Regions from separate parts of the Anser cygnoides genome. Here region 2 is linked to region 1. A link is a contact called in public Hi-C data. All regions are on one chromosome and are shown on one strand. Each heading gives the region's core, a stretch centred on a gene start, on an enhancer-like site or on the middle of the called end of the contact. The rest is flanking DNA. Distances are from core to core; before and after follow the strand shown.

Region 1 (6,568 bases), core at 1,137-3,636:
GTATTCTTGAATAACTTCATCTATTCACACATGCCTTGTGGCCATAAGGAATGCACTTGATCTTTAGCAGCAAAATCATATTGCTAATTAAATTACACATTAATTTCTGTAGCTTATTCAACACTGGAACTTGCATACACTTAGCTCTGGGTTCATTCTTTCAAAATTTTGAGACTATCCAGTCCTAGGTCTCCAACAATGGTATGATTGATAGATGTAAAATTTGGAAAAAAGACAGGAGAAATTTTCTCAATCCTTCTTCATTATCTATCGTTGCCTATTTGATTTGGCTATCATGAGCTCCCAACCCCCCACATTATCAGATTTAATATTTGGAGTTTTTAAATTTAAACCAGGTTTCTACACTGTTTACCATAATGCAACAGTATTATCAGCGACAAAAAGCTATTTTAGTTCTAGAGCTGGAAGTGTGTCAAGCGTTTACTATTCGCAGAACCACCGAACGGCTGAGGTTGGAAGGGACCTCTGGAGGCCAGCCTGGTCCGATCCCAGCCCTGAGCACTACACGAAAGCAATGTGAGGCAGTCTGTACAGAAGTTCTTAACACATGGCCAGTACATATTAAAAAAATAAATAAAGAAAACCTTGACCAAACTGGTTTAGTCCTTACCTCACTAACAGCTCCCTAGGTTAGCAGCATTTGGGAGGAAAAAAGGATAAAGAAAAAAAGAGTAAGTAACTGTAACAAACCATGGGGGAGGAGAAATCAGCACATTATTAGCAAACTGGAACACAGTTTACAGGTAAGCTCTGAGTCACAGAAAATCATCTTTACGCTTTACAATATGATCAGAACAGGTATAAAATGCTGCCTGATGGATTAAGACTGTTTCTATTTATTTGCTAATTTATACCTCAATTATAAATGCGTAAGAACACGTAAAGAGAAATCTTTGCATATTTGGCAGTCACTAGGATCCAAAAAACTGCACTGAGATATCCAAAATGGGTCTGGTTTGGACATCTAGGAAAGCACAGCATGTCAGAAACAGGCCAAGTACATGCAGTAAGGAACAAATTTTTGGCATCCATCTTTATATTTTAATGTAATTTAGCTGTAAATTAAGGAATACTTTCAGACACATATTCCATACAGTCCCAACACACACAGGAAGATTTGCTGATGAACCTACTCTCTCATGCCATTCCCATGAAACCAGCCACCCACAGGCTTTCTTGCCAGGGCAAGAAATTACTAGGCAAGTGAATTACTTCAGAAGCACAGTAAGAGATTTGCTCTCAACGTCAAAAAGGCTGTTGATCCCAACTACCAAAAAGCGCCCTTTAACACCGCCAAAAAAAAAAAAAATTGATCTTGCCAATGTGTTTTTTCAGCTAGATTATTTTCTCCTCATGGCCACAGTCATTAAAATGGAATAAGGAAAATGAGAAGATAGAAGAGAATTGTGAAAATGTTTCACGTAAAAGAGATAAAACACAGCAAATGAAACACCAATGCCATGAAATAACACAATTTGAACTAAAATTCAGAAAGAGCTCAAATGACTGTTACTTGAGCAAAGGCAAAGCACTCCAAGAAGGGGCCAGGTGGGTGAATTTTGAAGGGGGCCTGCAAAAGGCTTTCAAAAAGGGATCGCTGCGTTTTATACCGGATTTAGTACGTGTACCAAGGGCCTCTGGACAGGGCACCTATGGGTGCCAGCCTCCAAGCGGCGCCCTGGCCGTGCTCCAGCCAGCACCTTGGGTGGCACGTCCTGCCCTCGTGTGACAGCACACGCCGTGCACATGGCGCACTTCCCTAAATATTAACCTCTCATCAAGGAAACCGGCCCTGCCCTCACGTCAGGCCAGGAGGATACCTGAGGTACAGTTTGCAAGCGCAGGAAAAGACCAGCTGTTTACAGACACCCCCCCACACACAGCGACCATTTTGTTTTTAAACGCAGGGTTTGGCACAGAGCGGACAAAACAGACACCCGAAAGCACTTTATTATTACGACTATGATTGCTGTTTCTCCGCCGGCCCCCTCACACCCGCAGGCCCACACCAACGGCCCCACACGGGCCCCGCCCGCCTCAACGGCCCCAACGGCCGCCCGCGCGCCTCCCCCCCCCCCCCCCAGCGACCGTTGGGGCCGTTACCGCTCCCCCCCCCGTAACGGCCCCCTCTCACCGTCCTGCCGGCGGCGGCGGCGGCGGCCGGGCCGGGCAGCACTCGGGAGAGCGCGGCCAGCAGCATCTTGCGCATGGAGCGGGGAGGCAGGGGGGCGGCGGCGGCACCGGCACCGTGGTGGGCCCCGTCCTCGAGTCTCCTTCAGCGGCTGCAGCGAAGCAGCAGCAGCGGCCGCCGCCGAGCCCGCCCAAGCGCCCGCCCCCGCGGCCGAGCGGCGCGCTGCCCCGAGTGACGGCACCCGCCGGGCGGCGGAGGGCCGAGCGGTGGTTTACCCCTGCGCGCATGCCCGGTAGCGGTTGGGGCCGTTGGGAGCGGCCGTTAGGGGTCGGTCAGGGCTGAGGGGAGAAAGCCGTAAAGTGCCTGAAGGGGGTTTCTCTCTTGCCGTTAAGACCCGGCTGTAAGGAACGTGCTGGTAAAGGCAGGCCTACGCCGGCGCGTGGAGGCAGACTGAGTGTGGGAAGCCGCCTCCCGCCGTGCTGAGCAGCTAAAGATGTCGCTGAGGTAGCAGCGGGGGCACCAGGCGCAGCTGGCCCCCAACAGCCGCAGCTGGCCCCCGCGAGAACGAAAAGCAAGGCGAGAAGACCAGCGAGTTTCTTCAGGAGGCCTTTTTCGTGGAGTATCCTCAGCCAGTGCCACTTCCCAGCCTGGGAAGCAAGCACAGGCTTGCTGCAGTTGTTGCTCTGCAGGCAGGGAGTAGCTCTGCAGCTAGAGAAAGTAAGGGCCCAGGGGGCTGTGGGGAGTTTTCCCCAGAAATTCTGCTGTCCGCACGTGGCAGGATTTCCCTAGCCGCCTGTCAGCATTTACCTGCAGCAAGCAGTGTCCAGAGGTGGGCAGGGGAAACTGAGGCGCTCACTGGGGTGACCCTGCTCTGTAACATTCTCTGCAACCTCTCCCTGCAGAGCCTGCTGCTGTTTTTTCCCTCTGTTATGCTGAGCAAGGTGTTCTTGGTCCTGTCCTGTTCATTATGCCACCTCTGTGTAACATTGTCACCCCTCCTGCCATCTCCTACACACCCAGTTTTTGTTCTTATTAATCCATGTTTCTTGAGCACCTCTAATTCAGAAAACTGGCCTCTGGTCGCAGCTGGGGGCACACTGAGCGCAGGTGATTTGCCTGGGAAGGATGGTGTGGCTGTCAGGGTTCCCTGTGGTATGTGGCAGAATAAGGACTCATGACTTTATTCTTGTGTTTTGTTATTCTGTAGATGATGCTCATCTGCTTCAGCTCAAGAGAGTAAAGTGTCCAGGTGTCCATATGCAAGATGGAAAGCATGCAGGAAACTTGCATACTACGTCTTCAAATAGCAGCACTGTGACGTAAAGGTTTCAGGAGACCTATGAGCAGTTGTTAACTATGGACATGGTCCTGCTCAAAGAAAAAAATCTGTTGTTATTACAAAAGAATGCTGTCAAGCTGATTCCAAGTTCAGTGTAATCTACCTATTCCTTCATCACATGAAATAAAAAAGTGAAGAAATGTTTCTGATTATGCACTTATAGATAAACATGTCATTAACACTTCTAATAGTCATATAATGTAGTTATTTTTGATGGGAAGGGATCCATTTTTGTCCGCCCCTGGAAAAATGGTAAAGCACTGATTATGTTACCCCTGTGACATTTTTACTTTTCATGCTATTTCATCAATATTCATGTGTTTTCTCCATTAAAAGCTCTTGCAACATGTTGAAATAATTAAATCCCTCCCCCCAAAAAACTAGTGCAGAAAGCTAATTCATGAATGAGGTAAACAATGACCAGGAAAATATAAATCATAAGCAGAGAATGCCAATAGAAAATAATTTACTTAATGAAGACGATTATGCAATGTTTCATAATGGAGCACCTTGCCATGTGTGACTCTAGTATTACCACATCAAGGGTGTGTTGCGTGACAGGAGGCCAAAACTCATTGTTTTCTATCATTCTGGGTGTGATCCTGAAATGTTATCACTTGTTTGGATTGCAGCCGCCGTTACAAGCATCTGCCGTCGTGTTAAAGACGGGGGGAGCATCCGACGTTTGAGGCTTGTCCCAGCTCACTGTGTCTACGTCCAGAAGAAAGCAATCCCTGCTTCGTTTCACGAGTCCCCAGTTTGCCGCCTGATTTTTCTTCTTCCCATGCCACCGCAGACCCAGCCCGCAGAAGGCAGTGGTGTGGGGGATCGGCCTGTGGCTGCCCGGTCAGACATCTGCAGCAAAACAGCTTGTGTTCTTGCTGCTTTGGGACGGTGGCCTCTGTGGGGACATCCCACTGCAGGGCGCCTGCCCAGGTCTCCTGTGTGGCACCACGTGGTGGCCCTGACGTCGCAGCAATGATTCTTTGTGCTTATTTAGTTCCAAACGCTTGAAGTAAGCCAAGCCATAGCAGCCCTTCTTAGTGGGGATTCAATGGCATGGGGATGTGACGCTGTGCAGCGTGTTTGGTGGTGCGGTGTGCGGGAACGTGCGTGGGCTGGTGAGCTGGCTCCACTTGGGAGGGCTGGGAAGGAAGCGGGCACAGCCTCACCCCCACTGCTGGGGGGGAGCAGCTGCCAGAGCTGCGCCCTGGCTTCTCACCAGGGGACGGTGGCCAGGTAGCTCCAGCACCATGCAGAGGGATGATGGGGTTGAAAGGTGAACGACAAGACCAGGACCTGTGCCTGAACTGAAGAGTGAGGTTATCAAACAGAACAAATGTAGCCCTAGTTCATTTTCCATCTTCAGAATTTGAATCACCAGCCTCCACTCCAGGTGCATCCTCCACTTCTAAAACTGTTTAAAAATGCTCAGCAGGAAACATCCTTTTTTGGTTGCTATTCCTTCTTCAGAGTTTACATTTGGTTTCTCTCCTTCCATTTTTCTTTCTATCCTCCCCTATCTCATTTAATTCTCTTACCCAGCATTTCTTTTGTTGTTCTTCTCTTCCTTTTCTCAGGTCCACGTTGCTCCTCTACATCCCTTACCAAAAAATGCCTTTTTTTTTTTTTTTTTTATTTTGACTCTCACCCCTTCTGACTAATTCCCATTCAGTCCTACACTTTCGAGTAGTTCCTGTATTAGACAGCAACACTGCTTCCGACTTGTAATACTGGGATGTGCACTCTACATTTATGGGGAAATTACGATTAATTACATTGTCAAAATTCTTAAGATGATTTGTTTCCTTTGGATTTGCTGGACTTTGGAAGAGAAGTAGTTTTCTAGGATCTTCCAGATGTTTTCTTTCTAGCAGTGACAGAAAAATGGATTAAGAAATTACGGTTTCTGTTTGCCATTCTGATTGCTTTAGAATCATAAAATTCCTGCATTATTATTTGGAAAACACTGAGGGACCAAGATGCTACTGAATTTATAATGTAATTTTTCCTTTTTGAGTTTTATCCCTTCATGCCGTTCGTCTCCGTCCTTCCCATTATTTTATGTATTCTGTTTAATCCTCAAAGTAGTCAGTATTACAACAGAGAGAGAAGCATTGCTGTGGAAAAGGCTGCCTTCATTTACGTAGTGAACTCCTGGGAGAAAAGAGATGTTATTTTACCATAGTGGGTTAGCCCAACTGCTGTAGGATTATTTGAACTCAACCTTGCTCAGTTTGAAAACTCCCAAAATGTTGTGTCTGTGATGCGGTTCAGTCCTTCTGCATTTTGAGATTGTACATGTCTCAGATACATATATATATGTGCATACATGTACATATAGTTTCATCCAAAATCAAGGTCTAGGACTTTCTGCAAAGCTCAAGCAAATGCTCTAAACATTTTGTGAAATCTCTGTGTTCATAGAAATCTTTTTAAAATAAATAACTTTTTGCACTTCATGCTTTTTACGCAGGCATCCTCATTCTGCTCTGTTCTATTTCACAGCACCTTACGGATAACATCCCTATTTATATAGCTCCATATAACATCTGCCTTTCGCACAGTGGCTTGCTATTTTTCAATGATACTCCCTTGTAACCCACTGCGACTCCAAATCCTTGCCTGCAGGACTGTTACCAGCCCCATCGCTCCCTACCTCCCTTTGATGGATTCTGCTCTCTGCTTCCAGGTAGAAAGTACTGAATTACACCCTGTCATTCCAGCCACCTTTCCAGTTTTACAAAGTAAATCTGAGTTCCAATCCTCTTCTCCAAAGAGCTTGCAGCCCCTCTCAGTGTTATGTCTCCCCACAATTCAACGGGAGAGTCGTTATTTCCTTATCTCTGCTAATAATAAGGAAATCAAATAGTACAGGCATGAGGAAAGGTTTTGTCAGCATTCTATTACCATCAGAATCATGAGTAATTACTCTATGGGTTTTTGGGAGACCTCTGACCTAAAATGAAGTATTTAAAGGCACATACAAGGTTATAGTCTGTAAACACATTAGGAGTTCATTATTTGCCTCGTCATTTGAAGTTTCATTTGAAGTTGTGGGTTCCCCATCCCTGGAG
Region 2 (6,568 bases), core at 1,021-3,520, 380 kb after region 1:
GGCCTTCTAGACAGAATACAGAATTCAGAAACAGGAAATAAACTCTATTCCTCATTATATCACATACGTTCTTTAGCAACAGCACATCACTGACCATTCTCTCGCCTTGATCTCCTGACGTGGAAATTAAGATAAAAGCCTAGAGCTGTAAGGCTTAGCTCATGAAAGCAGTGCTAAAGTTCTCTAAAATTCTGAAAAATAAGTTACGTCGAATGCATACCATTCTTGTTCCGTTCACATGACAAGCACACAGCTCACAGTGCCTTCACTTACCTTCCACACCAACCCATTTTCAGAGCAGATCCACGCTTGTGCTCTGCTCAGATTAAGCATGTATACTCCAAAAAAAATCTCATAAATACGAGCTCATACCTTGTCCAGAATTTAAGTAATAGCTAGGAAAACTGCTGGTTTTTTTCTTCCAGATGTCTACTCGTGAGCGTTGTGTGTTCCAGAGAGCATGCTAACGCCTATATGCGCATGGTTTTCGAGAGTGTCCATATATAGGCAGCATTATAAATAGCTATTTTTATAATAGAAGAGAACTGGCTTTTCATATAGGAAAGAGAGCTTTCTGCATGTAGAAATTATTCTCTTATTCCACCTTGCTCTCGCAGCCTCAGCTCACCTCCCACTCACAGAGCCCCGTTCCACACAACAGAAATAGCCGCTGCCAGGGTCAAACCACACTAGTACTACAGCTAACCGGACCAGCTCTCCAATAACAGTTTCCAACAGGCTAACCCAAACCTCTTTTTATAAAGACGTTTTCTTCACAGCGACTGTGCATTTTTTTTAAATGTTTTCCTGTGGCTATTTCACTACAGAAAAAGACTTATGAAATTGACATTCTCAAGGGCTTTGTTAAGAGCGCAGAGCTACAGTAAACATTTCAATATCTCAACCTCAGAGGGCATTTTCTCCTCATCATTTTTGAGCTAAACTAGAAGGATCCATGAAGAGCGTTAAAACAGAACTGCAATTTCTTTGCTTAAACACCTCAGGTTTTAAGAAACGAGGCAGAACGTAACACCTGCAATGCTAACAGGTTCGCTAAAACTCTGATTGCAAAGCGAGACAAAAGGAAGGAACGAAAACAAAGTTACAGTTTTAGATTTGATTTTGGATGCTGAAACGATAAAAATACCTAACATCAAGCAACATCGTATATCAGATTTGCCGAAGTTGTTGACATTCGAATAATGTTGAAATCAGATGTAATACTTGGAAGTGAGATGTAATATATATATATATATATATATTTTTTTTTTTTTTTTAACGTGTGTGCTTTTAAATGATGCCGGCTGCTTTCAGCTGCAGGTCCAGGCACTGGCAGCAGCGAATCCAAGCAGCCCTAGGTGCAAGACGCTGGCGTAGCACTTGCATCTTGCAGCAAGTGATCGCTGCTGCTTTCACGCTCCCCCTTTCTCCGTGGTCTTTCCCCCACCCTCACATGCAATGCGGTTCCCCTGCACCTCAGAAAAACCCAAAGGCACCAGAACATCGCCGCGACCCCACGACAATTCTGAGTTCATGCTGCGTTTTGGGGTAAATCCTGACTGAGAAGGCCGTTCCCCGGAGGGGCGGTCAGCGGGGGGCTCCCAGAGGTGCCCCCCGCCCCACACCTGCCCAGAGGCCCCCCGGTTAAGGGGGGGATCTCCCCCATCCCCAAATTGTGCCAGCCCAGGCATTCCCCAAACGCTGCCCCCGGCTGCGTGGGCTCGATGGCAGAAGGCGATACACCTCCGCCGCTCGGTCCACCTATTAAAATGGCGCTTCGTGCTTCTACTCCGGGCAGGTATATTTTATTAAAAAAAAAAAAATAGCCTTTTTTTTTTTTTAAAACCTCCTCTCCTTACCGCAGCTCCCCGCTGTGAAGGCAGCGCACGCACAAAGGCAGCCCAGCCTCTCAGCCTGCGCTGTCTGGGGCGTTCAGGCTACATTTAACGGGCGGGGCGTTACGTTCAACACCCTCACGGTGAAATTTTGGGGGTAAAAACACCCCAACGCCCCCGGGGACGGCGAAAGGCAGCGGGGAGCGCCGCTCGCTCCAGCCACGGGGCCGTTACCCCGGCACCCGGCGGCTGCCAGGGCTGGGAGCCGGCAGCCCGCTCCCCTACCCGAGCCCCTACCTCGCTCCGGATCGGCTCCGGTTCCGCTCCGGATCGGCGCCGGCTCCGCCGCTCCCCTCGCACCCGCTCCTCCGCCGCCGCCGCCCCCTCGCCGCGCTCCCCCCGCCCCGCCGCGCCGCGCCTCTCAACGCAAGCCGCTAGCCGCCCCGCCCCGCCCCTGCGCCCGAACTGACGCCTCTCCCCACCAATAGCAGAGCGGAGAGCCGGCTCTAAGCCCCGCCCTCGCTCGTTTCCACCAATGGGGGCTAGCCGTCAGCCTGCCACCGCTGCCACCGCCTCTCCCCTCAGCCTTCCCGGCAGGCTCGGTTGGCTGGCGGCTGCCGAGCAACGGCCGCGGGGCCGGGTCGGGGCCGGACACAGGGGGCAGGGGACAGGGGACAGGGACAGAGACAGAGACAGAGGTCAAGGGACAGGGACAGGGGTAAGAGACAAGGGGCAAGGGACAAGGGACAGGGACAGGGCTAGGGCTGGGGACAGGGCTGGTGACAGGGCTGGTGACAGGGGCAGGGGCAGGAGTGATCCCAGCATCCTTAGCCATAAGGATAACTTAAAGTGAATTTAAATAAAGATATAATGCTGCTGTCTAAATTGTAATAAGTGTGCTACCAGTGTTGGCACTCCATGTATCACCAACGGCTTTTGTGGTCTTTAATTATTCTCCTCTGCCTGTGCTGGTTCCAGGACGGAAGGCAGTGGTGCTACCGGTTACAAACGAAGATAAATGACTTAACGCTTAAAAATAACTAACTGAATTTCCGGTAACATATGCTAGCAATTAAAACAACTTTTTTTTTTTTTTTTCTTCTATCAGTGTGTCTTGTCATTTTAATGTGAGGCCAGATTGTAAGCGACGTGGTGCGTGTCGAATTCCTGTGAGAACGCAGAGACAGGAACATGGCTGTGGCAAAGTCTGAGCCGAGCACCGTGGATTTTTTGTTAAAACTCCACAAAAACAATTTTCTTTTCCTACACTGCTTCTCGCAAGTAACCATTTTCACACACTGACATGTTGTAGTTACTATTTTTACTGAGATCTGCCTTGGTTTGGATGTTTCTCACAATACGCTACGTGACAGAGAGGATAGAACGCTTTATAAGAAACGTTCATCTTGAGCTTTGCTTTAATAAGGACAGCAGTCCGTAATTTTACATGCCAGAAGTCAGATATCATAGCCCACTTGTCTTCTGGGTTTCTTCAATATTCATAATAATATTGTTCTCCCTCGTCTTGTGGTTGTGACAGAAATGTCAGAGCACAACAGCTCTTTGTTTGCTGCCTCCAAAAGCTTGAGGCTCATTTCACACAGCTAAAAAGATGGAATTTACTAAGGTGAACCCTTGCAAATCAGGCGTGGGTGTGGAGGTCAAGCCCCTCTCTTCTGATACGTGTCATGGTCTATAATGGAAGTTTTCTTGTGAGAAGCTAGGCTAGACTCCACCAAGTCGCTAAAATAAGAAAAAATATGGTTTACCAGGTAAAATAAGCATTTGTGACTCTGAATACAAATAAGAAGCGGGTGTCATTCATAATAAGACACCGTTTTTAGGCATTTTTCCCATAAAAACGAGGGGAAAATGCCCAAGTTTGGACCACCTAAGTGTCGTTTTTTCAGGGACTCCAGAGTGGGGCGTGGAGTGATCAAGGCCAGAGACAAATGCATGAAGAAGGCAGCCAGATTGCCTCGGCTTCCTTTCTTGGTCCCGCAGGCACTAGCTGGCTCCGTGTCGGGTTGGCCATCCCGCGCAGATCGGAGCGGTCTGATCCGTTCTGCTGGAAACGGCGTGAAGTGCCAGGCCCGGCACGTGCCTCCTCTGGGAGCCCGCACGGGTCACTGCACCAGCGGCAGGCGTACGGGATCAATGGCTAAACGACATAACGCAGCCTCGGCAGCAAAGGGCTGCTCACCCGCTGCATCCCTGCCGCGCCACTGGCACGCACAGCCAGGTGATGGATGCAAGCATCGATGGGCATACGGGGAGAGGCAAGAGGATATCAAGTGGGCAGCAGATACAGCCCCGACAGGTATAAACATAAATGCATGGAGCAAGAGAGGAGCAGAGCATTTTAGAAGAGCCTTTAAACAGACAAAAATCAATGGGAGTTTTGCCTAGCTAAAAAGTGGAGAAATTGGCACACAGATAGGAGCAGATTATTCATTATTCTTGCTTGCAGTGACATTTCATTACATACAGAAGAAACAGAAACCATGAAGAAGTGAATAGATATTGTTTCTTTCCTAGGGTCTTGAGAGAAAACAATGCAACAAAAGGGAGTGATGTTGCTTTTATTATTACTCTCTACAAACTGGCTGTTGCTTTCCCAGGAACTATGCTCTCAGTTGAGCAAGCACTAATTTAAAGAGTGTTTTGCCACAAATTTCCTATGCAGCATTGCATATTTAATATGTGCAATAAAGGCTGACAGTCACAATTCTCAGGTGGTAGAGTTTGCTGTAACTGCACTGACATCCTTTCACAAAGCTTTTCTTGAAATGTGTATTTTAAAATGTGTAATTTGCAAGTGTTGCTCTTGAATGGGATCATTTAATTTTGAACACTGGGCTCACAATCAAAGAATTATGGCTTTATTCCTCCGTGCAATCGTTTCCACGCAAGTGCTGCAAACTAATTTTTTCCTCCTCCGTTCGGTGGGTGCTGCAACCTTCCTCCACCGACCTGGCAAGTGGGATGTTCCCCAGGATCTGCCTGCTACACGTGTTTGTGGGGATTCAGCAGGGATGTGGGTTTGCTGGGCAGCCCCGTGGCAGAATTGCTGGCTGCCCTGCCCAGCACTTCCAAACCCAACAGAGCCCTTTGGTAGGGGGAAAGTCACATAAGCAATGGTGCCAGCCTGTAAGAAATAGTTTTAGTGTCTTGTTCAACAAGGCTTGTTAAGGCTATGAAAAGTGCCAGTGATCTAGAACTTACCTAATCTGCCTCTTAGTTTATAAATAGGTTTACAGTGCTTAGCCACCTGCTGTATACTCCTCTTATGCATTACCACTGCCCTTTCTTCTGGCTTCCTAAACATGTGTGGGTAGATCGCAAGATACGCGTTCTGCTTTTGCAGAGCTGGGACTCAACCTAATTATAACCCGCAAGATCAAGATGTGACTGTTTTGACTTGCAGAAGCAAAGAGGAATAAATGAGCTGTTGACATTTAATTTGTTTGGATACTCTGAACTCGGTCCACTTTTTACCGTAATTTATTGTGTTTATGACAATGCTGATACCTGATGAAAACCACCCATGTGTGCAAACCATCATTTGCATTGTATTTGCTGATGAAATAAGGTGACTCTTATCAGACGCTTTTGTTGTTCTGAGTCTGAAGTCAATGTGTTTTTATAACTTCTCAATGACAAGAAAATAGTACACAGAGCAAAGTTAAATAATATTTCTTTCCAGCCTACTGTAATTTAGACAATCTGACATTTCAAAGAACCATACGTCTTTATTTCCATAATAACGACCAGTTATGGTTAATGGATTTCATTCACCCTAATATGTCTTACCGTGTGTAATAGGCACCTTCAGTGTGCACGTAGGTAGCTTTGCCCACGAGGTGTTTCCTCCCTGAGCATAATGCATGGTTTTATATCAGCATTTGGTTGGAGCAAGAAAGGGGGAAGATGGCATGACTACAAGGCAGCTTTCTGTTGTAGAGGTCTGCACCTTCAGTGCTGAGGGCAATTCCTGTATGTCTAGACCCATCAGTGTTGCAGTCCTTGATTCATCTCCATATAATGGCACAGACACACATCATTACAGTGCCACAGATCACATCTTATTTCACCCCCTTTCTCCCCATCATGCTCAGGTGTCCCTAGCAATGGTGTCGGGATGAAAACAGTAGGCTAGATCACATATTTTCCTTATTTTCTTATTTTCCAGTGATTGTTTTCTTAAAATCACTTCTGTTTTCAGAGCTCTCTGAACTCTCCATAAACTGTTTCCCAAAGCATGACCTTCTCTCTTTAAACTTAAACACTCTATTTTCCTTCTCTGTCTTACTTCTCCCTTATTCTTCTTCTCGTGGTTGCATTTAAACATTACTTTGTGACTATCTTACTTGTTTCAGTGAGTCATATTCACCTATACAAGCAGTATCCCCCACTTGTGGCTCTTATAACCTGTTTTCTATGAGAATAGGTTTCCATAGGAAAGAAGAATCATTCTTCCTCTCCAGCAGAATTAGAATTTACTAGCTATCTTCCTAAGTCAAGCCTGATGGAGAGCCCATGCCACTACAAACAGCATTTATAAACAGAATCCTAAAACTTTTTGTATGAAAAAATAATAAGTGAAACATTGCACCTAGGCTGACATTGTCCCATTAAATGTAATCTTCAATGAAATCAAAGATATAACTAGCTTTTAATGTATTTTTAACAAGAAAAAAATGTGTATTTTTTCATAGCCTGACATACAGAAG

What was found. Hi-C and Micro-C count contacts between places; a contact is called where the count stands out from the background.
Region 2: a Hi-C map of liver shows a contact between it and region 1, with 2.2 times the contacts expected there. The contact joins the promoter of CDKL5 here to the promoter of PDHA1 in region 1. A contact is called at or near these places in 2 of 7 Hi-C or Micro-C datasets (granulosa cells and liver).

Annotation. Positions count from the first base shown.
Region 1 is chr1:128,946,046-128,952,613 of Taihu_goose_T2T_genome, forward strand. It overlaps PDHA1 (pyruvate dehydrogenase E1 subunit alpha 1), which reads right to left and starts at 2,387. Exons shown (of 11, transcript XM_048066807.2): 1 at 2,156-2,387. The coding sequence starts at 2,230. It overlaps LOC106037843 (a long non-coding RNA gene), which reads left to right and starts at 2,451. Exons shown (of 6, transcript XR_010826171.1): 1 at 2,451-2,869; 2 at 3,360-4,506; 3 at 6,000-6,183.
Region 2 is chr1:129,322,551-129,329,118 of Taihu_goose_T2T_genome, forward strand. CDKL5 (cyclin dependent kinase like 5) reads right to left here and starts at 2,271. Exons shown (of 18, transcript XM_066981255.1): 1 at 2,133-2,271.